Linked DNA regions of Mus musculus: region 2 is linked to region 1. A link is a contact called in public Hi-C data. All regions are on one chromosome and are shown on one strand. The core of a region is the stretch at or near the end of the contact, and the rest is flanking DNA. Distances in the headings are between cores, read along the strand shown. Region 1 has its middle 140 kb from the start of Irx5. Region 2 has its middle 46 kb from the start of Irx6.

Region 1 (7,596 bases), core at 2,027-4,526:
CTATTGTCTATACATGTGTATGGAGTGTGTGTATCTTTGTGTCTGTGTTATGTTATGTTAGCATGTGTTGTGTATACGGGTAAATGCATACTGCATATGTATGATATACGTGTTGCATGTACATGTGGTATGTATGTGACATATGTGTGAATGCTGGCATGTGTGGCATCTGTGTGTGTAGATTTTCATGTGTAGCGAGTATAGGTGGCACGTGTACATGTTCCTGTGTATGCAGGACATATGTGAACATGTTTGTGTTTGTTTGGTATGTGTGTGTATATGTTCATGAGTGTGCACATGAGTGATCAGAGGTTGACATCAGGTGTTGTCTTAGACAGGGTTACAATTGTTGTGATGAAAAACTATGGCCAAAGCAACTTGGGGAGAAAAGGGTCTATTTGCCTTACATCTTCAAATCACAGTCTATCATTGAAGGAAGTCAGGACAGGAGCTCACAAAGGGCAGGAACTTGGAGGCAGGAGCTGATGCAGAGGCCATGGAGGGGTGCTGCTTACTAGCCTGCTCTCTGTTTTGCTCAGCCTGCTTTCTTATAGAGCTCAGGGCTACCAGCCCAGGGATGGCTCCACCCCCAATGGGTTGGGCCTTCTCCCATCAATCACTTATTAAGAAAACCCTTCAGGCTTGCCTACAGCCCATATTTTAATTGAGGCTCCCTTCTTGGATGACTTTAGCTTGAATAATGTTGACATAAAACCTACCAGAACAAGTGTCTTCTATTTACTCTTTTGAGCTAGGGTCTCATACTAAACCCAGAGTTTGATGATCTTGCTAAACTAGCTGGCCAGAAAGCCCCAAGGGTCCCCCTGTCTCTATCTCCTCAGCACCTCTATTAAAAGCACATGCAACCATGCCCAGGTTTATATGAGTGTTGGAGAGTCTAACTTAGGTTTTCTTGTTTGTGCAACAAGTACCTCACCGATCTGTCTCTCCAGTTCCTGCACTAGTCAATTAAGAGAAAATGCAGTCAATTGAACAGTTACATACCACTGATAGCAAGATCAACACCAGAGTGTAAAGGCATGCATCCTACCATCTAGGACAGAGATCCTTTCTTCTCTCTCACAGTCAAGGAGACAGCAACATCCGGAAAATAAATAACCCACCAGAGGCCACCCAGCCCATGGATGGCTGAGCAAGATTTGAGCTGCACAGTTTGGGTCTAGACACTGCACATTAATGACCTCGAGCTGCTTTTCTGGGTGTGTGGAGCAGGGCTCCAGGAAACTACTATAGGGCAAGGATTTGTGGTCTAGCCAAGGCACCCGGGCAAGGAAGGAGAGGGCAGGCCTGCCTCCAGCATGCTGAGCTGATGCACTGTCCAGGGAGGCCAGATAGATGGAGCAGAGCAGCAGGCCAGCACCCCCTGGAGGACATGCCAGGCTCTCTCCTAGACAGGGGAGGCTTAAGATAATGCCCTCCCCTCCCCAAAGAGCCCCTGCCTTCCAAGTTCATCATGTCATTGTGGACAAACATAGACCATGAGAAACCTAAATAAGCGAGCGGCTGCTCGGGGCCTCAGGCAGCTAACCATAATGGAGGTTTTGGGGTTTCTGCTTCAGACAGAACATCACATTCCTCAGCCGAAATAGCTGGGTGGAGAAGCAGGGCATCATTGCATGGGAACACCCGGCCAGGATGAGCCAAACAAGACAGAAATAAGCCCTGGTCACCACATGAAGGGAACTCGTAGGTGTGTGGCTGGCTGGACCCTGCCTTGCCCTGTCCTGCCCTGTTAGGGCTGCTGTTCCCCACAGAAGTTCTGGGTTGGCCCGAGGAAGAAGGCAGGCTGCTATTTGACTGGATATTAGCCTTTAAGCCTCCAAGACATCAGCTCTTTCTTAGACAAGGGTCCTTAGAAATTGAAGGGTGAAAAGCACCCTACTTATTCTGCCCCTTCTCAACACATACAGACAATGATGAATTACCAGACAGGGCCAGAAATAGATGTATACACATATCTGTGTAACTGAGGCAGACAGACGTGTTCTGGTAAAAACACATGCAGAGCATGGGCTAATACACACAAATCAACTTCCATGTATGAACCCTGCACTCAACACCCCTCACACAGCCCAACCAGTAGAGCACATGGTGTTTTGTGGACCAGGGAGCTGTGCACATGCACAGAACCCAGCTACCTATATTCTTCCAGAGGCTTGATGTGGGCACACAGGAGTGCACACACACACACCAGAGCAGACACATAGGAGCCTCTGTAGCATGTATTCAGGCAGGAGTACTCACGTGTACACATACACACACACACACACACACACACACACACACACACACACACACACACACACACACACAGATACACACACTTATACACGAGTTGTACTTTTGGAAACGTGGTCTCCCAGGCATTTCATGCTGACTCTGGCTTCTTAGGCTGCTTCCTACCCTGGGCATGCTCATCCTAGAGGGTCAAAGCTGGAGCAATCTTATTGAAGCATGCATCTAAGCTCATTTTGGTGAGTGTTGAGATGGGGGATGGTATCAAGAATTCCTCTCACTCTACACTTTCCCCCCTCACCTTGGGTTAGCATCTTTCTCCCTCCATGCTGATTTTTTCATGGAATAAACAGCTAAGCAGACCCAGGCTCTCCCCAGAGATTAGGCCTACATGTGTGTCTTAGCAACAAGCCTGTAAAGATGGAGGAGATCATAGCTGCTTGGTCCATTCCTTTATACCGAGGCCATTACAGTACCTGGACTCTCCATTCACATAACAAATGAGTACATAGGGAAAAAAAGGGGGCTTGGTATCTCACTTAGCAGGGATGGAAACTAAGGCCCAAGGAAGCCCAGCTTCACCAAAGCTACAGCAGTTTGCCTCCCGCCTCACACAGGGCTGCCTAGTCTGTGAATTCTTAGAATCCATTCCTCACATGGAGGGCAGGGGCAGTAAAATCTGAATTCCACAGCCAAGTGGGCAGCAAAGGATCCTGGGAACCTCTAGGCTTCCCACCTCTGTCTGCCTTGCATCTGCCCTGGGCCAGAGGGTGCAGCTTCAGCATCCAAGCCATTCGGTGGCGTCTCCCTCCCTGAAGCAGCAGATGGATGGTGCCCTCAGCACCCCACACAGCACTCCACTAGAGCCTTTAGACCTGGAGATGAGCTTCAAGTTTCTGTCCCTGAGAGCAGGCAGGAAGAAAGGAGGAGAAATGGAGACAGCAGGGGTCAGTATTTGTTCAGTGGAGGCCATGGCAGACCAGTATGGAGGACTGGCTGTCTTTAGGCACGATGCCCAGTACCTCTCAGACACATAACACCAGAGCCACAGACTGCTCTGGCCCTGGCCCCAGTAGGGGAAGGCAGCACTGAAGCCTCCCAGGAATCCACACGGCTGCTTAGGAAAGGTCCCTGCTTTGCACCACGTTGACAATTTGCCAGCTGTTGTTTTGTAGCAACAGAATCTTTCCTCTGATAATTCTCTTTGAAGTTTTAAATTAAGGTGTATACTTTTGTGTTTGGTGGAATTGTTATAAACATGGGATTGGGCAGATAGCCCCAGCAGAGTTACAGACAAGTTCCATCTTCCCCCAATCTCCACCCCAGCAACCTACCTTGTGGTTATCTCTGCCAGCAACTACCAGTCTGTTGTCTTTCCTTAGAGCTCAGCCTTTTCCAGGATGTTCTGTAAATGAAAACACGCACAATGCAGGCACTGCATTGACCACGGTGTACACGAGAGCCAACTGTGCTGTAGAGCACATTGGTAGCTTGCAGCTCCTTACATGAGCAAGCAGACATCCTTACAGAGAAGGTCCCATTGGTTCATCGGCTCCCTAGGAGGAATGAAGTGAAGTGAAGGAGAAGTGCCCACTGCTTCTACTTTAGGCCGTTATCAGTGAAGTTGCTGTGAGCACTCTTACACAAGTTGTGCATGTGTTTGTCCTTTTTGGTAAGTAGGATTGGCCTCAGCTTCTTCAGAAACTGTCCAAGTGCGACTTTGCAGGGTCCTATCTTAGATTCCCACAGTGGTGAATGAGAGCATCAGCATCATTAGCATCAGCATCAGCATCATTAGCATGAGCATCAGCATCATTACCATCAGCATCAGCATCAGCAGCATCACTAGGAGCAGCAGCAGTTCAGCTATGGCTACCCCTGCTCTCTGTCACTAGCCTAGTAATTATACATCAAGCGATATTCCACCAGAAGTTCTAGACTATGGAACAGGTAAATAGAATTGTCTGCGACAAAACTAGAGCTCTGACCCCCAACTTTTCCTGGCAGCAGCAGGGTTCCCGCATACCTTTTGCAGGGCAATGCCAAAAGATTAGGGGATCATCACCCTAGGCCACATAGCTCATAAAGAGGGGACTTTGGGCAAGGACTGGCCTCTGATCAGTGTTCCGTCGGAACTATAAACAGGGAATTGAGGCCCTCAAGCCATTTTCCAGGGACCTATGTGAGGCTAGGTTGAGGCCTGTGTTTGGGTGTAGTTTGGGGCTATTACCATGTTGGGATTTTTAGGTGAGATAGTATGCCAAGGTCTTTAGGATCACAGAGATACTTAGCACTATCACCACCTCCACCACCACCACCACCACTACCACCACCACCACCACCACCGCCACCACCACCACTACCACCACCACCACCACTACCACCTCCACCACTACCACCACCACCACCACCACCGCCACCACCACCACTACCACCACCACCACCACCACCGCCACCACCACCACTACCACCACCACCACTACCACCACCGCCACCACCACTACCACCACCACCACCACCACCACCACCACCAACAACAACAACAAGAACAACAACAACAACAAAAACTGGTATATTAGTAACATTTTTCTGTTGTGATAAAATAACCAAAGCAATGTAAAGAAGAGCCAGGCAGTGGTGGCGCATGCCTTTAATCCCAGCACTTGGGAGGTAGAGGCAGGTGGATTTCTGAGTTCGAGGCCAGCTCACAGTTTGAGTGTAACATCTATCAGGTGGCAAAGTTCAGTGGCAGGAGCTTCAGGCATCTGGTCACAGTGCACCACAGCCCGGAAGCAGAGCTATGGATGCTCTCGTGCTTTGTGTTTTCTCCTCTGGAAGCCTAGAGCATAAGCCTAGGGAACGGTGATGCCCGCTTTTTAAGGTGGATCTCACCTCAGCCAACCTAATTAAGATAATCCCTTACAGGCACACCTAGAGGTTTGTCTACTAGGCTATTCTAGATCTTGTCAGGTTGGCAATTAACACTGACCACCACGTTTGAACAAATCACTTTCCCCCTCTGACCCTCAGTTTCAGCACTAGTAAAACAGATGCACATCTTACAATTCCATTGGGCTATCAAGTCGTTCCAGCTCAGGACCCAATTCTTTGTTGGATATATTTATTTGGTAACATCGCCTGGGGCAAACAACGCGACATGCCAGTACAAATGTGGTAAATCAGACAGGATGGATCCAGAGGTCAGAGGGGAACAGATCAGATCTGAGAAGGGACAGTGGTCAAATGAGCAATATTGCAGGTGCTGTGGAGAAAAATAAAGGATCAAGTCCAATATGGATCATGCAGAGAAAGGGGATGCCACTGGAGACAGGGTGGTCAGGGAAAGAGCCTTTGGGAGGTGACACCTGAGCAGAGACTTGAAGAAAGTAGGAGTTTCAGCCATGCATAGTGTTTATTAGCTGTGCATCCTTAACCTTGCCATACCTCCTTCCCTTGATGTTAACATAAACTCAATCAACATCCTTCATAATGAGCTGTTGCAAGGTTGAGGGGCTGCTCACCCAGCTCCTCTTTGCTCTGTATGGAGCCCCAGTCAGGTTGGGGGTGAATACAAAGATGACATGATTTGCAAGGTGTGAGATATGAATTAATCCTCCAACAGCTCACGAATCCTGAGCTACACCTTCCCCATGGTGGCACGTCTAACTGCCTTCCTTATGTTGAGGTAGATGGAGGTAGTGGTCCCTCCCATATACACAGGCCTATTTTGTGAGGAAGGGATTTGGCTACTCTTCCCACCAGGATGCTACGCACTTCCTTGTTTGACCTTGAACTCAGCTATGTGATGAACTTTAGCTAACGTGTGTGGGCTGTTCGTACAGGTGACAAGGACCTCTTGTGTTTCTGCCATCACTAGAACAAAGCAACTTGAAGCAGCTTGATGGATCTAGTAGGGCAGAGGCAATCGGCAGAGTCCCATGAACTACAGTGTGGAGCTGGGTTCATCAGAACTCCGATAAGACCAGCAGCTTCCAGCCAATCTCCAGATAAGCCAACAGAAAGAGTACTGTTATCTAAGCCACTGCTTCTGGGTGGTTTGTTACACAGCACGATGGTGGTAACTTATGACTGATACGTGTGTGTGTGTGTGTGTGTGTGTGTGTGTAACTTAATAATTTAATAAAATTATGTATATATTTATCATATGTTTAGCCCTTGCAGAATCCTTAAGTAGTTTTATGAGTGAGCTGGGGAAGGTTAAGTTACACACAAATTTGTAAAGGAAGGGTTATGAATGCACGCCATCTGATTTTAGGTCCTCTTCCATTAATCTTCACGTGAAAGGGGAGGGAAAGCATGTGGAGGGGACACACATTTGACATAGCTGCATCTAACGGCTTTGTGTGGGATGTGAGGAATCTGACCTGAGAAAAGGTTGTGTATAGAGGAGAGCACAATGCTGCTGGGGGGATGCTAAGCAGATGTTGAGAGAATGGAAATGTAGACAGAGGAAGTTCATACAGGGATCCTCACAATGATGCCTTGCCCTTAAAGCCCTCTTCCCCTGTCTTGTCTGTTCCTGCTCACCCCAGCTCTGAGCAACGGGGACTTGACTTGAGATGGTGTGCATTTTGGCTGAGATGGCTGTACCCCCAGATCTTCAGGGTCTGCTTGCCTATCACACTTTACATGGCTTTGGCGGCACTTGTGCTGTGCTCTGTGGAGCAACATCCACCTTTGGCACATGCTCAGTGTGTAGCCACACAATGGGATCGGTGGATTTAACATGTGTGTCAGCAGGTGAGATAGTCCTAAGTGTGAGCTCTTTCTTGCCATTTTGCACATCAGAAACATGTATCAGATTAGTAGGTGGCTATGATCAAGTCTTGTGACACCATGGACATTTTTTGCACTATTGCATGATACAGGGCTGGAGCATCCTCTCTGATACAGCTCCCTGGGCTGACCAGAGCAAGCATCGGAGTGCTGAAGTCCTAGGCTCAGTAGAACAGGGAAGTGGGATGATCTGAACTCCTTGGAACAGCATACCCAGAGCAGAGTACATGGAGAGGATCATGGGAACAAGGGGAGCCAGGCTTGGTGAATGAATGGATGGATGGATATGTAGGTGCTTGTAGCAGTGCTTACCATGTGCCAGGCTCCACGTAGGGGATCTATAAACACTGGTTCTTTGATTCTCAGAGTATTACTGGCACTGGATGGCACTATGGCCCCTACAAAGCTATGGCCAAGTCCTACGCCTGAGCTCTGTGGATGTGACCCTGCTTGGAGAAGGGACTTGACAAGTATTATTTAATTCAGAGCCAACACACAATGTTTCATGTTGCCCAAGCATGCTCCATGTCCAGTGTCAAGTGT
Region 2 (7,596 bases), core at 3,515-6,014, 230 kb after region 1:
ACAGGGAGGAGCAGAGAGCCCTCATTTTATTTTTAAAGAAACTAAGTCTCTTTTAAAAAAAACTACACAGTGGTACTTAAAATGACATTTGGAAATCACTCCCTTAATGAATACTTACCTGATTAAGCAGGAGAAGTGCTTACAAGCAGGAGTAAAAAACAAGTGAGTGGTTGACGCATCCACAGACTCAGAGTGGATGCCAGTATCGATTGACTTCACCCAGACATTGTGTTACCGGTCTATAAACATGAGGAACACTTCCAAAACGTCAGTATAACATTCCCATTTCAACACCTGGGCAATGACAACCAGCCCCTTTTAATAGTCCAAAAAACAAAAACGGAACAAAAAACAAAAAACATTACAGTCTTAGTGCTTTCCAGTTTTACTGAAGCCAGCAGAAACCATCTGCACACATACCAGACATGCAGGGTGACACCCATGACTCCAAAAAGCCTGGAAAATTAGGCAAAGTGTTTCTTTGTGTCCACACTTACCAATTTCAAGTCTCAGGGAAATGACTATAAAACAAAATTGGAGAGAAGCAGGGTGTGGGTGGGTGTGTATGTGCATGAGCGCATTTCCTCCAGTGCAAATAGCCATTGTTTGAGACCAATCAGCTTTGCTGTGGGCCTTCCCCAGGCTTGTTCTCAGTCTGGGAGCATCTGCTGCACATTTTTTCATTTCTTTCCAGTTTTGAGCAATTTGGTTCATAAGCTCCGTTTCCTTGTGGCTTCCTGGAGCTCTGATGACAAACCACGATACTTTGTTCCTGTCCTTTCAGGCCCTGAAGGGCACCGAAGAACACATGAAGTTTGTTTCTAATTTTGCATCTGCCAAAACATTCCTGGGGTAACAATACAAGCCAGTAAGAATAGGATGCACTGTCCCTCTCGTTCCACAAAACAAACAAACCCAAAAGGAAATCAAACACAGTCCTGGAAAACGCAGCATACATATTTTTACACCCATTCTCCCTTTTCCAAGCTGGGAAAACGTCCTCCTGCAGTACAACTGAGGTGGCACCATGCCTTCCCTGTTTACAGTGACTAATGAGGGCACAGGCAACATCCACTAATAAGAAGGAGCCCCATGCAAGGCTTCCCTCAACTCCATTTTACAAACTCCTTGTTTGTAAAATGAAGGTCTCCGGGGACAGTTTAAGAGAATGCAGAATCCAATTTCCTCACCAGTGTTGGGAGTTTTATTTTTAACTCATCTACTCAGAATAACCAATGTCCTCCACACCTGTCCCCTCATAGACAGAGAGTTCACAGGGACTCAAAGCAAAACCGCCTCTTCATTTCCAATGCTAGACTGCTCAGAATAGCTCGGTGTTTGGAATTGCTGAATCTTGGCCAAGGTGATGTCATCAAATCAGTGTCACTGAGAGAATTAATTCATTATGGTGGAATTAAGTTAAATCCTCTATGATACACCATTAGGCACCCATACTAACTTGCTCGCGACAACCCCGGGTGAGGCACGTACAAATATAGAAATGAAAAACAAACTCCAAACCTCAGACCTCAAAGGCCATTTGGTAGCTTTCAAAGTCAAAATCCTTTGACTCTTAAAATTATTTTTTCCATCTCAAGGTGTTTAGCAACTCAAGATACCTTGAATGTCACAGAAGACAGCTGCCTTGTGGTATTGTTTACTAGTAAATAATCCTTTTGTATTTTTATATTTTTTAAAAAACCGGATTACTCACTTCTTACAATCGTCCAAGTAGACACAAGAAGAGTTTTACATTTAATTTCCCAGATATGATACAAGAGCGTTGCCACAGCAGGAAGTCACTTAGTGGAGATTTTCAGAATATTTCCAGTCCCTAAATTTACGGTATAACCAACGAATATATCTTTAACCTGGGGAACCACAGAGAGATAAACAAGTGGACTCCTGCAGGGTTCTACAGTTCTGTCCAGAGTCCTGCTGTATCTTTGTGTAAAAGTCTATTCTCTAGGGCCCAGGGAGAAAGGAAGGAGGAGTATTAGCCTTTACTTCAGGGTGGCTCTGCTTCTGTCACCAAATTTGTGCTGAGTCCAAGAAAAAGCCTCATCTCTCCCATGCTACAACCCACATACTTAACCTAGGCTAATGATTGCCTATGGGGCAGGCTGAGTTTCTTAGAGGCAAGATTATAAAAGTATTCACTATGAAAACTTACATGTTAATGGAGCTAAAAAAAATAAAGGTTACTGCTTCAAAAATTAGGTCACTTCATACTGGCAAAAGGACATTCGATCTTAGAAGAGACATAAGGGGACAAAAAAAAAATAAAAATAAAAACCCACAGTTCTTATTCAGGACACCTTGTATGTGACAAACAGCTATTAAATGACAAATGGAAATTTCCTGTCCTTTATGAGATGATTTGACAATTGGCCTGGTATACTTTCTATGGTAGCTGGCTATGGGGGGGAAAAGTTGTAGCTATCAAGCTCTGTGTGTAATGGTCGGCCACACTCTTTGTCTGCGTGTCTGCAAAGATCGTGGGCTACTTATTGCCACAGCCCACCATCTCACGTCTGGGAAGACTTGTTCTTCCCACTTTTCAAACAAAGAAATTTTACTTTTACAGGTCAGCTCCCATTATAGCACACATTACCCTTGGATCCTTGAAAAATAATAAAAGGAATTCTTAAAAACCTAGCCAATGACTTGCTTGCTTTATACAATATTGATAGGGCAGCCCTGAGAGTAACAAAGGAATTTTGATGGTACCTGCCTTCTCTTTTTATAATGGGATATGGCCACGATCAGGAAGAGCATGTATTTATTTTTTATTCACTTAAAACGTACAGCTGCTCTCCTTTCAATAGGTTTGAGGTGGCTTGCAAAAGGAAAACAAGCAAGCAAGCAAACAAACAAAAACCCGTATGCGTTAAGACTGCTACAGATAGAAAAATTTAAAAAAAAAATGGAAAAGAAGGAGGGGGAGAACTGAGGGAAGGAAGAAGAGAGGGGGAGGAATATTATTCCCTTAGGGAAACCAGAGCTCCTATCAATGAGCATTACATGGATTCGGATGTCAAATTTTCTGTTCTAGAAAGACTCAGAGCAGGCGATGCTGGTTGGCAATGCCAGAAAGCTTACCAGTGTCGGGCTTTCGGATGGCAGCCACTTCCACTGGTTGATGTGCCTGATGTGCCTGCTGTTGGATTCATTAAGGATTTTTTTTTTTTAGCATCACTCCAGGTTTATGCAAAGACTAGACACACTATAATGGGCAGTGGTTTGTAGTATTGCACCCTGTACTCGAAAAAGCCTTGCGACATCTACAGGACTCCGTTGATTTCTATTTAAAATACACAAAAGCCATGTTTATTTTCCCTGCTAAGTGCTGCCTGCTAAGTGCTCTCTGTCCAACGGGATAGGGGAAGGTGGGTCGTGCTGTTTCTTCAGATCCCTTCTCTCTGTAGGAGAGATGAGTATGAGTTACTCCGTCTCAGTAGATGTTCAGCAAAAATCTGATTTTTTTTTTGTTATTGTTCTTAACAGGTATTTTTATAGCAACAGTTTAAAATCTTCAGTAACAACGCCCTGGAGCGCCCCATTTCAGCTGAAGAATATGCAAACACTATAATGGGTTTTCAAGCTTGAAAAAAAGGAGGGGTACACGTCCTTCCTTTTCTGTAATTCACCTCATTCCTAAGTGTCCACCTGTGCAAGAGTTCATGGCACCAACTTACATTTCCCTGGCGTGCACAAAGGACAAGGTGTCTGCCTTCCCTTCCAATTGCTTGGCCTTCAATCAGTGTCACCATAAATGTGATATATGAATGTTAAATCCAAATATTTTATTGGTGCAGATAAATATGATTTGTAAAAAGAGTCAAATTAACAATCCATTACATACTAATGGGCTCTAATCAATAAGTTTAATTTGACTAAAAGGAGAGGGGCGGAGGAGAAAAGAGACTCAATTACACCCAAATGGTGCCATTTGAAATTATAAAGGTGAATGACTTTTGTAACTTTTGAGCTGCGTTCTGGCTTGAGTTTTAGACCTAAGGTTTGAGCTGTATTCAAAGTGGCCCATATGTACATTCTATTATTTTTCTTAGAAAACATATTGCTTTAAATATAAAGAGTTCCCTAGTCATATTTGTCTTGGCTTATTTTGGTAAATAAATAAATAAATAAATAAATAAACAAATAAATAAACAAATAAATAAATAAAACAGTGTACCTAAACTTCACATCTCTTGTTCACATCCTTCTCTTCCTTCCCTACTGCCTCGGCTGCCTTCTAGCTTCTGACTCTAGGCTTTCTTGGAGAGCCTGCCCACATCCAATGCTTAACACCCACGCGTGCTTCAATAATTCTCCAATTTGCTGTTTCTATTTGACACTCTAATTTATTCGTTCCAACTGTGTTTTGATAGTCCACTATAGGACCTGGTCACTTTCTTCCCTTTTCTGTCTCCTCCTCTCGTAGAATGAGTCATACCACTGTAACTATTCTGGAATCAATTGAGAAAAAGTACCCAGGTCTCTGAAGTAGCCCGTGCCACAGCTTCCCCTTTGGAAAGGTCCCCATCTCGGCTCACAGGGCTCAGCCACAGAAGTAAAGTTCCCCTCTGTGTTCGCATCTCAAGCTGGCAAGAGCTTTTAGAGCATGATTCCTAGACTCTTTGGGCTCTCTTTTTTTTCCCTCTCGAAGCCTACAGAAACAGATGAGCTTCCTTTGGCTGGGGCTTCTGCTGTTCCCAGGCATCGTGCCTTCCATAATCCTGATGTCAGCCTGCTCCCTAGCGTCGTGGACTGGGTCTAGCACTTGACAGCAGCTGCAGCCTCAGCAACAACTGACCAACCCAGGCTGTTGCAGCTCATTCTGGGAAGCAGGAAGCAGCTCCCAGCTCTAGCTCCAGTCGGGCATAAGAGGAACAAAGCCTGGAGGACTATCTCACCCTCTCTGGGTGGCAAGGAAATCTCAATTATACACCCAAGGGATGTGGTTTATGAAAAAACTAGAAAGAATGTCTCAATTGTGTACGTAAATTGTTTTGTTTTACAAGCTGGGGTAAATCAGCACATTTGCAGCCCTTATTTATCTGATCCACTCCATAAGTCTCCTTTTGAACGCATGCCATTGATGTGGGGTGGGTGCCTATGCAAAGCACAACCGCCCGGGCCTAAATTCAATTAGGGCATTAGGAGGGAAAATGGAAATTTGGCTTTGGGGTTAGGCATGACTGCTGAGAACTTCTTGGAATTGGAATCGTTCTTAGGCTGTAACTAAAGATTAAAATCGAAGGGTAGACGTCTCCAAGGGACGCTGTTGAGTAGCCAGAACACAGATTTGAGTGAGACCTTTAAAGACAAAGATGGCAAATGAGATGCACTCCTTTTCCGTGATCTCTAACACACACACGCACACACACACACACACACACACACACACACCAAAAATAAAAGCAAAAATCTTCCGTGTAACCCCCAACATACTGAACATTTTATTGAACTAGGGTTGTCTATGCCTCCAGTTCTGATGCTCTTGTAAAAAATAAAAATGAAAATATATGATCCTGTGATCTTAAACTATACACTGGGAAAAAAAAAACATCCAAAAAACAATATTTAAAAACACAGTGTTTTATCTTTATCCAACTCTTAACTGAAAATTACAGCCCCAGGGATTTGAGTGATTTAAAAAAAAAAAACAACGGAGTGTTTAAGTTGTATATATAAACTATTTTGTTTTATGAGCTGGAGCAAATCACAGACAGGTTGTGGTGGTCAGAAAAGTTTGAGTTGGTGCGGGAGCGCAGGCAGGATTAATCTCCCAGCTTTGAGTATGGGCTGTTGAACCCTAATCGCTGATAACAGCTGTCTAGTGGCCGAGCCACTCCACTCCGTATCGTATCGATATGGCACTCAGTCTCTCAGAAAGCCCCTCACTCTTGCCGGCACTTACAGGGAGATAATTAATAGTCCCCTGAGTTATAGATTCCGAGCCAAAGGTAGCAGTGCATAATGGAAGCCAAGGTCACCCAAATACAGAAGCCTCTGCAACAAAAGGGAGTGCAATTACCATCCTGTTGGGAAGATCTTGTAAGTTTTCATCATTTTAATTCTTAAACCTTCCTCTTGGCACTGAAGTTCCAATTCTCTGATTTATGACGGGGGAAATAAAAGCTCTCCTGAACCACACAAAAGGCTTCTCTTTGGGTCATTCCAGACCGCTTCTAGGAGGCCAAAAGATAGAGAAAGAAGAAAGACAAACGTGGCCAACAGGCCCTTCAAAGCCCCTTCCCCCACTGCCATGCCTCCTCTTGAATGCCCCTGGGCGGTATCATGTATATCAAAATATACTCGGGTTTCACACTACCTATAATTTTTTGGGCTGTTAAAAACACAATATCTCTAGTTTTGTATGTAACATTATTATTTATTTTCAGTTGTTGCTGTTCTTTCCCTCCTTTGGGGCTGATGGCTTCCTGCCCTGACTTGGCACCCCAGGTCTTGTGGAATTTGAAGGGCCTTGAAAAGTTTCAGCGGCTTTGGTTTGTGTTGCCAATGGAGACGGGCAAGTCGGTTTGCTGAGCTGCACCTCGGGCTGAACACAGGAGAATAGTTCCTAGCACCATTGTTGAGGGCCTAAATTTGTTCCTGCTGGGCAAATCTCTCCTTCCCTGTCATTAATACACACATGTGTACATGTGTGCGTGTGTGTGTGTGTGTGTGTGTGTGTGTGTGTGCGCACACACACATGAACTACTCAAGAAATACTCAAGTACATGCTGAAAAAAAGTTTTGCTTTGTTTTAAGTAAAGCACTCAGGTCTAAAAAGTGTAATAAATTTAATAGGATACCCTTTGGGGAGCAGGCCGGTCGGAAGCTGAACCGGGTACTTGGGTGAACCCGTAAGCATGGTGACAGCCGGCATCACTCAGCACCTCCTGAAATGGTTCCCAACTAACAGCACTCCTTTTGATGATCAGATGGGCTTGCTGTCTTTCTGCTCTGGACAAAAGAGCAAGCAGACACAATCATCTTTTGAGAAGGATGGCATCGTCATTGTCTGCAGAGCGGGACTGTAATTAAGCACCAGAAATAGGGCAGCTGAGAAGGGACAAAGGGAAAGGAAGGCAGGGACGGTGAGCAGCAGCGTTGTGGAGGAAAGCCTGGACAAAGATAGTGGCTGCAACTGAGTCCCCACACCAATGAGGTCATTCTGGGAAAGGGTGCAGCTGGCTGGAGAACACAGGAAGCAGGCCACAGCAAGGGAGGCTCATGGGAGGGATTTCGTGTCCAGACTCCAGCTCACGGCTTCCTCTTCCAGGAAGAGCTCAGGGTTGCCTCTGGAGAGAATTAGTTACTCTGGAGAGAATAGTTACTGAGCACCCACCGTGCTCCTGTTGTGTAGTCGCTTGTTAGAGGTTTGAGCATGGAGCTCGAACAAACAGGGCAAGCGGCTGTGCTCTTGAGGGTCTTTCCTTGACATTTTGCTTCCTGCCCCAACTTATAAACCAGTAGTAATAACATGCGCATCATCGGTGTGCATGGGACTGAGTGACAGGCAGGATAGGGCTGGGCACACAAACTGTCGCCTGCTGAGCTCAGCTCAGGCCCTTCCACTTCCTG

What was found. Hi-C and Micro-C count contacts between places; a contact is called where the count stands out from the background.
Region 2: a Hi-C map of stem cell-derived neural stem cells shows a contact between it and region 1, with 5 times the contacts expected there. The contact joins two enhancer-like sites. A contact is called at or near these places in 3 of 39 promoter capture datasets (the 3T3-L1 cell line and hippocampal neurons), 15 of 484 Hi-C or Micro-C datasets (the MC3T3-E1 cell line, MC3T3-E1-derived osteoblasts, brown adipocytes and 10 more) and 1 of 115 datasets of contacts at active chromatin or transcription factors (astrocytes).

The regions. Positions count from the first base shown.
Region 1 is chr8:92,490,350-92,497,945 of GRCm38.p6, forward strand. No RefSeq gene overlaps it. Among named protein-coding and RNA genes, the nearest start is that of Irx5, 140 kb to the left of the region's middle. Within about 2 kb of position 3,277, at least 11 of the 459 cell types and tissues checked have an H3K27ac peak or open chromatin away from gene starts, as enhancers often do. A contact at or near this core is called in stem cell-derived neural stem cells, where this site is marked.
Region 2 is chr8:92,716,982-92,724,577 of GRCm38.p6, forward strand. No RefSeq gene overlaps it. Among named protein-coding and RNA genes, the nearest start is that of Irx6, 46 kb to the left of the region's middle. Within about 2 kb of position 4,765, at least 85 of the 459 cell types and tissues checked have an H3K27ac peak or open chromatin away from gene starts, as enhancers often do. A contact at or near this core is called in stem cell-derived neural stem cells, where this site is marked.